Linked DNA regions of Mus musculus: regions 1 and 2 are each linked to region 3. A link is a contact called in public HiCAR-type and HiChIP or PLAC-seq data. All regions are on one chromosome and are shown on one strand. Each heading gives the region's core, a stretch centred on a gene start, on an enhancer-like site or on the middle of the called end of the contact. The rest is flanking DNA. Distances are from core to core; before and after follow the strand shown.

Region 1 (2,878 bases), core at 328-2,827, 2.6 Mb before region 3:
AAACAAACAACAGCAGCAACACAAGGACTGTGCTCCCAGTACTGTGGGTCAGAGCTGCAAGAGTACACTACGCAACAGTGGTACTGTTTGTATTTCACTACTCACTCTTACATCACTCATGGTAAATGTGAAGCCAGGTGATAGGGTATTTCCTAGCACATATTAGGCCCTGGGCTCAATCTGCAATTTCACAAAAACAAAACAAAACAACAGCATTATAAGAAGAAAAAGAAAAAAAAAACAGCATTATAGTGAAATACGCATAGGCAACATGTAATCCTTCAATGCACAGATCTGAAATGAGACTAACGTGCCTATAAGTAGAAGAAAATCAGCACAGCAGTAGGTGCATCATCAGTGGTACAAGAACTCCCAAATGAAGTTTGGTCCCAGTTAGTGGCATAATTTCCAATACACAAAAAGAACCGAGGGTGGTGACCATATCTGAAAGCAATTGTGTTGCATACTTTTTTGTTTGGTTGGTTGGTTGGGTTTTTGTTTTTGTTTTTTTCGAGACAGGGTTTCTCTGTATAGCCCTGGCTGTCCAGCCCTGGCTGTCCTGGAACTCACTTTGTAGACCAGGCTGGCCTCGAACTCAGAAATCCGCCTGCCTCTGCCTCCCGAGTGCTGGGATTAAAGGTGTGCGCCACCACGCCCGGCTGTGTCATACTTCTCAGCAAAGGAAATTAATGTAACAAGACAAAAGGTTGTGCTGGCCGGCTAAACCACAGCAGAATATTACATGGCCTAGTGGAAGCTCAAGTGGGCCAATGACCTAGCGTACTAAAACTGGGTCCATTGAGGCCTGCAAGCATCCTCAAAGTGGCCCGTGGTATGCATGAATGAGCACTGGAAAACCAATTGACAATAAAAACGTATAGTGATGTTTAATAATATAAGTAAATAAAACGATGATTAAATTGCTAATTTATCTTGAAAACTGTTAGAGAAAAATCAAAGTGAATTTCCAACATTTCTTTCATCTTTTGAAATGTCTAAAACCAACCAACAAAAGCGGCAATAACTGCACTCAAGGGGTAATTTCAGTACCTTGGCCTTTGCTTCCTTCTCGTCCACAGGAACTTAGTCACACGACGAGTTAGTTTTTAATTTTTCCCCCCAACATAAATATACCCACAATATGTTGCAGCCTTTTAAAAAGGTGACTCTTGTCCTTTTACAGATGTGTGAAAATCGAGCTACAGATTAGAACCACACTCTGGCCTAGGAGCGATGCACAAGTGCGGGGGTGCTGCCCTGGGGCCACAACCAGCAGGGACCACACTCAGACCCAAAGTCGGGTCAGCAGCACCCCGAGCCACGGGTACGACCAATTTGTCCGTGAGTCCGTAGGCAGAGAAGCACGGGTGTGACCAGGCTGCAGCTGAGGCGGGCGCACCGGGGCAGCGAAGACGCAGCAGGCCCTTCCACCACCCGCCCTCCCTCCGGGCCGCGCCGCGCCCCGCCCCGCCGCGCCCCTCACCCGCTCGCCCTCCGGTGGTCGCGTCCGCCCGCTCGCTCGCTCGCCTGCCCGCAGGCGGATAGGAGTTCGCGCGCCCGAGACGCCGGCCTACGCTGGCCCGCGAAGCTCCGGTCCCGCCCTTTGTGACACCGCTCACCAATCGCCGATCAGCGCTGCCGACGCCCTCCAATCAGCTCGCGAGGGGCGGGGCCTAGTCTTCCGCGGCTGGCGGTTGCTCGGACGCCGGGGTCGCACGGGCTTTCAGGAAGGGTTGTCGGTTAGAACTGGCCCGTATGTTGACTCTTTATAACTGGTTGCAGGACCCGTCTAGGGCAGGGTAGGAGACTGGAGACGGGGCACAGCGTCTGGGAAGAGCCGGCACCAGAGTGGCTGGGGCACTTCTAAGGTTCTTTGGGGATAGGAGGGTCTTTGGCATTTGTTATTTACTCATGGCCTAGGACACTTAAAAGGATGTCCATGCTAGTCACCCTTTTCTTGTACTCCACGTTCTCCTAACATTTCTGACTCAGTTGTGTCATCTGTAAAATGGGAACATTTCTATATGCCTTTTGCATTTGAGCAACTATTTGAAGATTATAGGTCAAACAGTCTCAACCTGAGCTCAGATCCCGTCCTACTTTTGCTGTGCACCGAGCTGAAGTGGGATATAAACTGACTGGCTTTCTGACTACACATGCCTTCCAACTAGGTTGGGCCCCTGCTGCTTCGGTTCCTTCATAGGAGGTTCAACTCAAGTGTTTTACCAGGAGGACTGCAGAGGACCATGAAAGCGCTCCCTCATAGTCAACTTGCAAAAGAACCCTGGCCCTGATCAGTCTTCTCCCACCCTCTCATTATCCTCCGAGACCTGAGCCACTAGTCTCCACAGTTTCAACTCCTCGGGACTGAGGTAGATGGTATGGTGAGGCCTTTTGTCAGCCTCTTGCTCTTAAACTCAGCCCATGACTGGGCTGATAACTTCCAACTCTATTGAGGCCAGAGCCATGATGGTAACATGAACAGAGCCTAGGAGGACAGTGCCTGCGCAGGACATCGTGATCACTCACAGCACTCACGTGCTCTAGCATCCAGTGGATGCGCTTAAATTTTATTTTTTTAGCTTAACATTTCATAACCTCATCAAACCATACATCACCAGTCATAACCTACCATTTTAAAGGGCAGACAAAAAGGTCTATTCTCAACAACAATCTTGCAATTTTAGTACTGAAACCATTTACAAAGGAGGAAACAAAAGCTATGAGAGGCAAATTTTTGCCTACAGATAAAAAATCCCATTTCCTGTCACTTCTGAATTCTGACTGGGGTAGCCAGATAATGTAGCCATGATGGAGGCTGTGTTCCAATAAAACTTTCTGCACATTATTAAGACAACAGAGGACCACAGTTCCCCTT
Region 2 (3,046 bases), core at 351-2,850, 2.4 Mb before region 3:
GTAGAGAGAGGGAGAGAGACAGAGAGGGAGGGCAGAGGAAGACAAGCCTATAATCTGTGCTGGGGCTGTCCAGTGGAGTGGAGGGCCTGTGGCTCACAGGGAGAGCATGACTCGGGCCTTCCCCAAACAGAGGTAGAGGCAAGTCCCCTGGGTGCTCAGTTGGGGGTGGAGGCAGGACATAAGTCTCCAATTTCCTGCCAAGGAACACTCCTGACCATCAAAGCCAAGGCCATGAATGGGCTGGAACATGGCAGGCAAGCCGGCAGGCAGGCACAGGGACAGGAAGGTTGGGGTGGGGGCCAGGGAAATGGGGATGGCTGGGCTCTGAGCCCTTGCTGCTGACCCTTCAGGCACAGGGAAAGCCCCTCCCCATCCTTCCTTCCTATCTGGTGGGAGCAAGGTCACCCTCTGAGAGAGGGCCACTAGGCCTCAAGTGACAGCTGCAAGCTGCTAGGAGACCCTGACTGAGAACTTGTAGCTGGAACTGTGGCTTCAAACAATGGGTCTGTGTCCCACCTTCCCCCTTAGCGGTGTATTTTGGGCTTTACTTCTGGGGCCTCAGTTTCCATGCACGGAAAGTGGGTTGAGTCTTTGTAAGGAGGTTAGCATTTGGTGTGGTCCTATGTGGGCACTCCCATGCTATGGAGAGGATCACCTGGGTTTCTATGACCTTAGGAAAATGACTCCTTGCCTTTATCCCAGGGCCTACCTGTTCCTTTGAAGGTCAAAGGAGTCCGGTGCCCAGTGCCAGCTCATATGTGGAATGACTTTAGGTTTCTCAGAACCTTGGCCTAAGGGCAAGGTCCTGGGGGTCTGCGGGGTTTGGCTCTATCCAGAAAGTAAGGCCCTGTGTCTGGTGTTCTGCTCAGCCCAGCCTGCCCTTGCAAGAGGAATGAACTTCCTCTCAACACAGTTTCCTACTTTTGCTGTGGGATTGTCAAGTTTGTCCCCGGAGCCTGCTGCTTGCAAACTCCTTTTACAGAGCAGTTCGGGGAACAGACCATAGGTTAGCCAGGGGCCTGATGTCCCTGGTCTGGCTGGTCTTTAGAGTGAGGCTTGGAGAACATAGGGGGTGTGAGCGGGGGGGGGGGGGGGCGGGGGGGGCGGGGAGGGGGACTGTGGCCAGAAGGGGCAGGCGGTTGAGGGGAAATGGAGGGCTTTAGGGGCAAGGAGAGGAAAAGAGTAGAGAGGGAGAGCAGCGGGAACAGAAAGAAAAAAAAAAAAAAGGAAACGCAGATGAGGGAGAGGGAGTGACGCGGGAGAGACACGGGGCGGAGTTGACAGGATCGGAGTAGGGGAGTCCGAGAGATTGAAAGAGCGAAACTCTGAGAGGCGGTGGAAGGCAAACGGGAGCCCAGAAACAGAACAGAGAAGGTACTAGAGCGAGGAGAAAGAGAGGAAGGATAACAAACAAGCGAGAGGAAGACATTCCAGGAGCTGGCCAGGAACCAGGAAAGAGGCAGGCAACTTGCGACTGCCCGGGTATCGGCCACCAGTGACCTCGGACCGCGGGGCGTGGCCCAGAGGCGTGGCCGGGGGCGTGGCCCGGGGCGAAAGGGCGTGGGCCAAGCTGCTGGGGCGGGGAGATGGGCTGTGGGCGTGGTCTCCACGGAGCCGCCCCCGGGCTGAGCGCCTCGCCAGAGTCGGGCCGGGGCGCCGGGGCCGGGGGCGGCAGGCGCGGGCAGGAAGCGCCTCGCGGCCCGGGCCCCCCCCCCGCCTCTCGCCGCCTCCGAGCTCCCGGCTCCCGGCCGCGCCGCGCCCCATGCACTCGCCGCGCCGCGCAGCCCGCGCTCGCCTGGATGGCTCGTCGCGCCGCGGGCGGCGCACCCCCTAGCGCCCGGGCCGCCGCGGCCGTCCCCTTGCGTCCGCGCCCTCACTCGCGGGGCCCTGGTCTGCTGCCGCTGCCTCTGCTGCTGCTGCTCGGGGCGGCACGGGCCGGCGCCCTAGAGATCCAGCGCCGTTTCCCCTCGCCCACGCCCACCAACAACTTCGCCCTGGACGGCACGGCGGGCACCGTGTACTTGGCGGCAGTGAACCGCCTGTACCAACTGTCGAGTGCCAACTTGAGCCTGGAAGCCGAGGCGACCGTGGGTCCCGTGCCGGACAGCCCGCTGTGTCACGCCCCGCAGCTCCCGCAGGCCTCGTGCGAGCACCCGCGGCGCCTCACGGACAACTACAACAAAATCCTGCAGTTGGACCCGGGCCAGGGTCTGGTGGTCGCGTGCGGCTCCATCTACCAGGGTCTGTGCCAGCTGAGGCGCCGGGGCAACATCTCAGCCCTGGCCGTGAGCTTTCCGCCTGCCGCGCCGACCGCAGAACCGGTCACCGTGTTCCCCAGCATGCTCAACGTGGCCGCCAACCACCCCAACGCGTCCACTGTGGGACTGGTGCTGCCGCCTACCTCGGGCACCGGGGGCAGCCGTCTGCTCGTGGGCGCCACGTACACCGGCTTCGGCAGCGCTTTCTTCCCGCGCAACCGTAGCCTAGAAGACCACCGCTTCGAGAACACGCCCGAGATCGCTATCCGCTCCCTGGACGCGCGTGGAGACTTGGCCAAGCTCTTCACCTTCGACCTTAACCCGTCGGACGATAACATCCTGAAGATCAAGCAGGGCGCCAAGGAGCAGCACAAGCTGGGCTTCGTGCGTGCCTTCTTGCACCCGGCGGTGCCACCGCACAGCGCGCAGCCCTACGCGTACCTGGCGCTCAACAGCGAGGCGCGTGCGGGCGACAAGGACAGCCAGGCGCGCAGCCTGCTGGCGCGCATCTGCCTGCCCCGCGGCGCGGGTGGCGACGCCAAGAAGCTCACCGAGTCCTACATCCAACTGGGCTTGCAGTGCGCGGGCGGCGCGGGCCGCGGCGACCTCTACAGCCGCCTCGTGTCGGTTTTCCCCGCGCGCGAGCAGTTCTTCGCTGTCTTCGAGAGGCCCCAGGGCGCCCCAGGTGCCCGCAACGCCCCGGCCGCGCTTTGCGCCTTCCGCTTCGACGACGTGCAGGCTGCCATTCGTGCAGCGCGCACCGCCTGCTTCGTGGAGCCGGCGCCCGA
Region 3 (2,729 bases), core at 224-2,723:
TAGGACAGCTAGGGCTACACAAAGAAACCCTGTCTTGAAAAAACAAAAGGAGATTAAGTGGCAACAGTTACACTGCCTTTACCCACTGTTCCTATGTGCGTTTGACCTACAGGAATAAGGTAGCGGGGCTATTCCACACTTAGTGTATAGTGCTTTCCTGGGTTCCATCTCCAGCACCACATAAGCTGAGCCTGCAATCCCAGTATTCCAAAATGGAAGTGAGAGGGTCAGAAGTTCCAGGGCATCCAAGGCTAGCCTGAGCTACATGAGCCCCTTATTCCTTCCCACCCCACCCCCTACCCCACAAATACAAGAGATTCAAATTTATAATCCCACACTTAGGAGGCTGAGACAGGACAATGACAAATTCCAAGGCAACATGGGCTACATTAAAAAACACAACAACAAACAAACAAACAAACGAAAAACAGGTCTCAAAAGTCCAAGAACGTCACCTGGACTATGGCTCAGTGGTAGTGTGACTTTTCTAACAGGCACGAGGCCCTAGGATCAAAGTTCCCTCACTGCAGAAAAATAAATGACTAGCCAGGAATGGTGGACTACACCTTTAACTCAGTATTCCAGCAGGAGAGGCAGGTAGAGCTCTGTTAGTTCCAGGCCAGCCTGATCTACAAAGCAAGTACCAGGGCTACACTGGGTGACCCTGTCTCAAAATAATAAGAATGGAAAATATGCCACAGAATGACGACACTAAGGTAGGGAAGGTACATTCTTTGACACTATTTTATTTTATTTTATTTTATTTATTTATTTATTTTGGTCTTTTGAGACAGGGTTTCTCTGTTTAGCCCTGGCTGTCCTGGAACTCACTCTGTAGACCAGGCTGGCCTCGAACTCAGAAATCCACCTGTCTCTGCTTCCCAAGTGCTGGGATTAAAGTCGTGCGCCACCACTGCCCGGTTGACACTATTTTATTTTTACAACTGTATAAAGAATCTACCCTTGTCAGCTGCAGTTTATAGATTAAGGCAAGTTTCAGGGAAGTTAGGAGGGTGGCCCCAGATACCACAGGCTGCAAGGTAGATCACAGCCCTGGTAACAGCTCTACAAGCATACAGACAGCCAAAACTCGCCAAGAAGCTACATAGTGAGCAGACCACCCTAGGCTATAAGCAACTTCATAGGCAGCTCCAGCTCGTTCTGCAAAGTAAAGCAAAGCAGCAGCGTTCTACACAGGAATCCCCGGCCTCAGGTAACACGGGGCGGGGTGGGGGTGGGGGGGCGTGGATCTGTCTGTCTATCTCGGGTCCTGGCTCAGAGTAAGTAGTGTCACTCACCGAACTGCATCCAGTCCCACTCACTGAGCGTGTCGATATTGCGGCACAGGTCGTCCAGCACCCAGGACGGCAGCTGGTAGATGTAGCAAGCCATGGCGAGACTGCCTGGCGACTGAGCCTGTGGCGGAGGGCCGCGACTTCCCTAGTAAAGGGCGGCGCTGCCCGCGGCCCCACTGGGTAAGCGAGCAAGCTCCCCCGAGCGGCCAAGCGCGGTGTCACGCTCCACCCAAGCTATGGCCGAGAGCGGGCAAGCGAGCGCCTCCCAGTGGCATTCAGTAGCACATGCCACCCGACCCCTGGACCAGTGTCAGGAGTAGACCAAGGGCCTGGGAAAGGCATCCTACAATCCAGAGTTCCAAAGCACTCCCTGAGGCTGGCTAACTTGACCTCCACAGCCTCCTAAAATGCGCTCATATAACAGGTACTGGAGAGACTTAAGCGGAGAAAACCAAGAGATTTTGCCTTCAGTGTGGACAGAAGGAACGAATCAAACCTTGTGCTGAACAATTTAAAAGTGATCTGGGTAGGTGACACACCTGTAACCTCAGCTCTTAGGCTGGAGGACAGTCACAAGTTCGAAGCCAGTCTGGTTGCACACACACTGAGTTCCAAGGCAGGCCAAAGGGACTACAAAGTGAGACTTTTTTAAATTAAAAAGTAAACTCGCGCCGGGCGTGGTGGCGCACGCCTTTAATCCCAACACTCGGAAGGCAGAGGCAGGCGGATTTCTGAGTTCGAGGCCAGCCTGGTCTACAAAGTGAGTTCTAGGACAGCCAGGGCTACATAGACAAACCCTGTCTCGAAAAATCAAAAAAAAAAAAAAAAAAAAGTAAACTCGCAGTTGGTGGTGAACATATTTAATCCTAGCATTCAGGAGGCAGAGGCAGTAGGATCTCTGAGTTGGTGGCCAGCCTGGTCTACAGAATGAGTTCCAGAACAGCCAGGGCTACACAGAGAAACCTATCTCGGAAAAAAAAAAAAAACAATAATAAAAGGCAATAACAAATAGTTTTCATGTCAATAAAAAAATTCATATTTCGGGCTGGAGAGATGGCTCAGCATTTAAGAGCACTGTGCTTCCAGAAGTCCTGAGTTCAAATCCCAGCAACCACATGGCTCACAACCATCTGTAATGAGATCTGATGCCCTCTTCTGGGGTGTCTGAAGACAGCTACAGTGTACTTGTATATAATAAATAAATAAATCTTTTTTTTAAAAAAAGTTCCTATTTGAGGAGGTGGGGTGGAGAAGTGGTTCAGTGGTTGAGAGCCCTTACTACTTTTGGAAAAGCAGTTCCTAACACCAACGTGGCAGCTCACAAGAATCCCTATCTCTAGTTCCAAGGGATCCGATACCTTCTGACGTCCTTGGGGACCAGGCATGCACATGGTGTATAGACATACATGCAGTCAAAACACTTGTACACACAAA

The links. HiCAR-type assays count read pairs that join an accessible place to other places. HiChIP or PLAC-seq counts read pairs in DNA pulled down with a chosen protein or histone mark.
Region 1: a contact with region 3 is called in a HiCAR-type map of astrocytes, with 2.8 times the contacts expected there. The contact joins the promoter of Zfand4 here to the promoter of Irak2 in region 3.
Region 2: a contact with region 3 is called in an H3K27ac HiChIP or PLAC-seq map of bone marrow-derived dendritic cells, with 10 times the contacts expected there. The contact joins the promoter of Plxnd1 here to the promoter of Irak2 in region 3.

What each region holds. Positions count from the first base shown.
Region 1 is chr6:116,262,918-116,265,795 of GRCm38.p6, reverse strand. It overlaps Zfand4 (zinc finger, AN1-type domain 4), which reads right to left and starts at 1,577. Exons shown (of 10, transcript NM_001309446.1): 1 at 1,484-1,577.
Region 2 is chr6:115,993,559-115,996,604 of GRCm38.p6, reverse strand. Plxnd1 (plexin D1) reads left to right here and starts at 1,600. Exons shown (of 36, transcript NM_026376.3): 1 at 1,600-3,046. The coding sequence starts at 1,800.
Region 3 is chr6:113,637,211-113,639,939 of GRCm38.p6, reverse strand. Irak2 (interleukin-1 receptor-associated kinase 2) reads right to left here and starts at 1,473. Exons shown (of 13, transcript NM_172161.4): 1 at 1,299-1,473. The coding sequence starts at 1,392.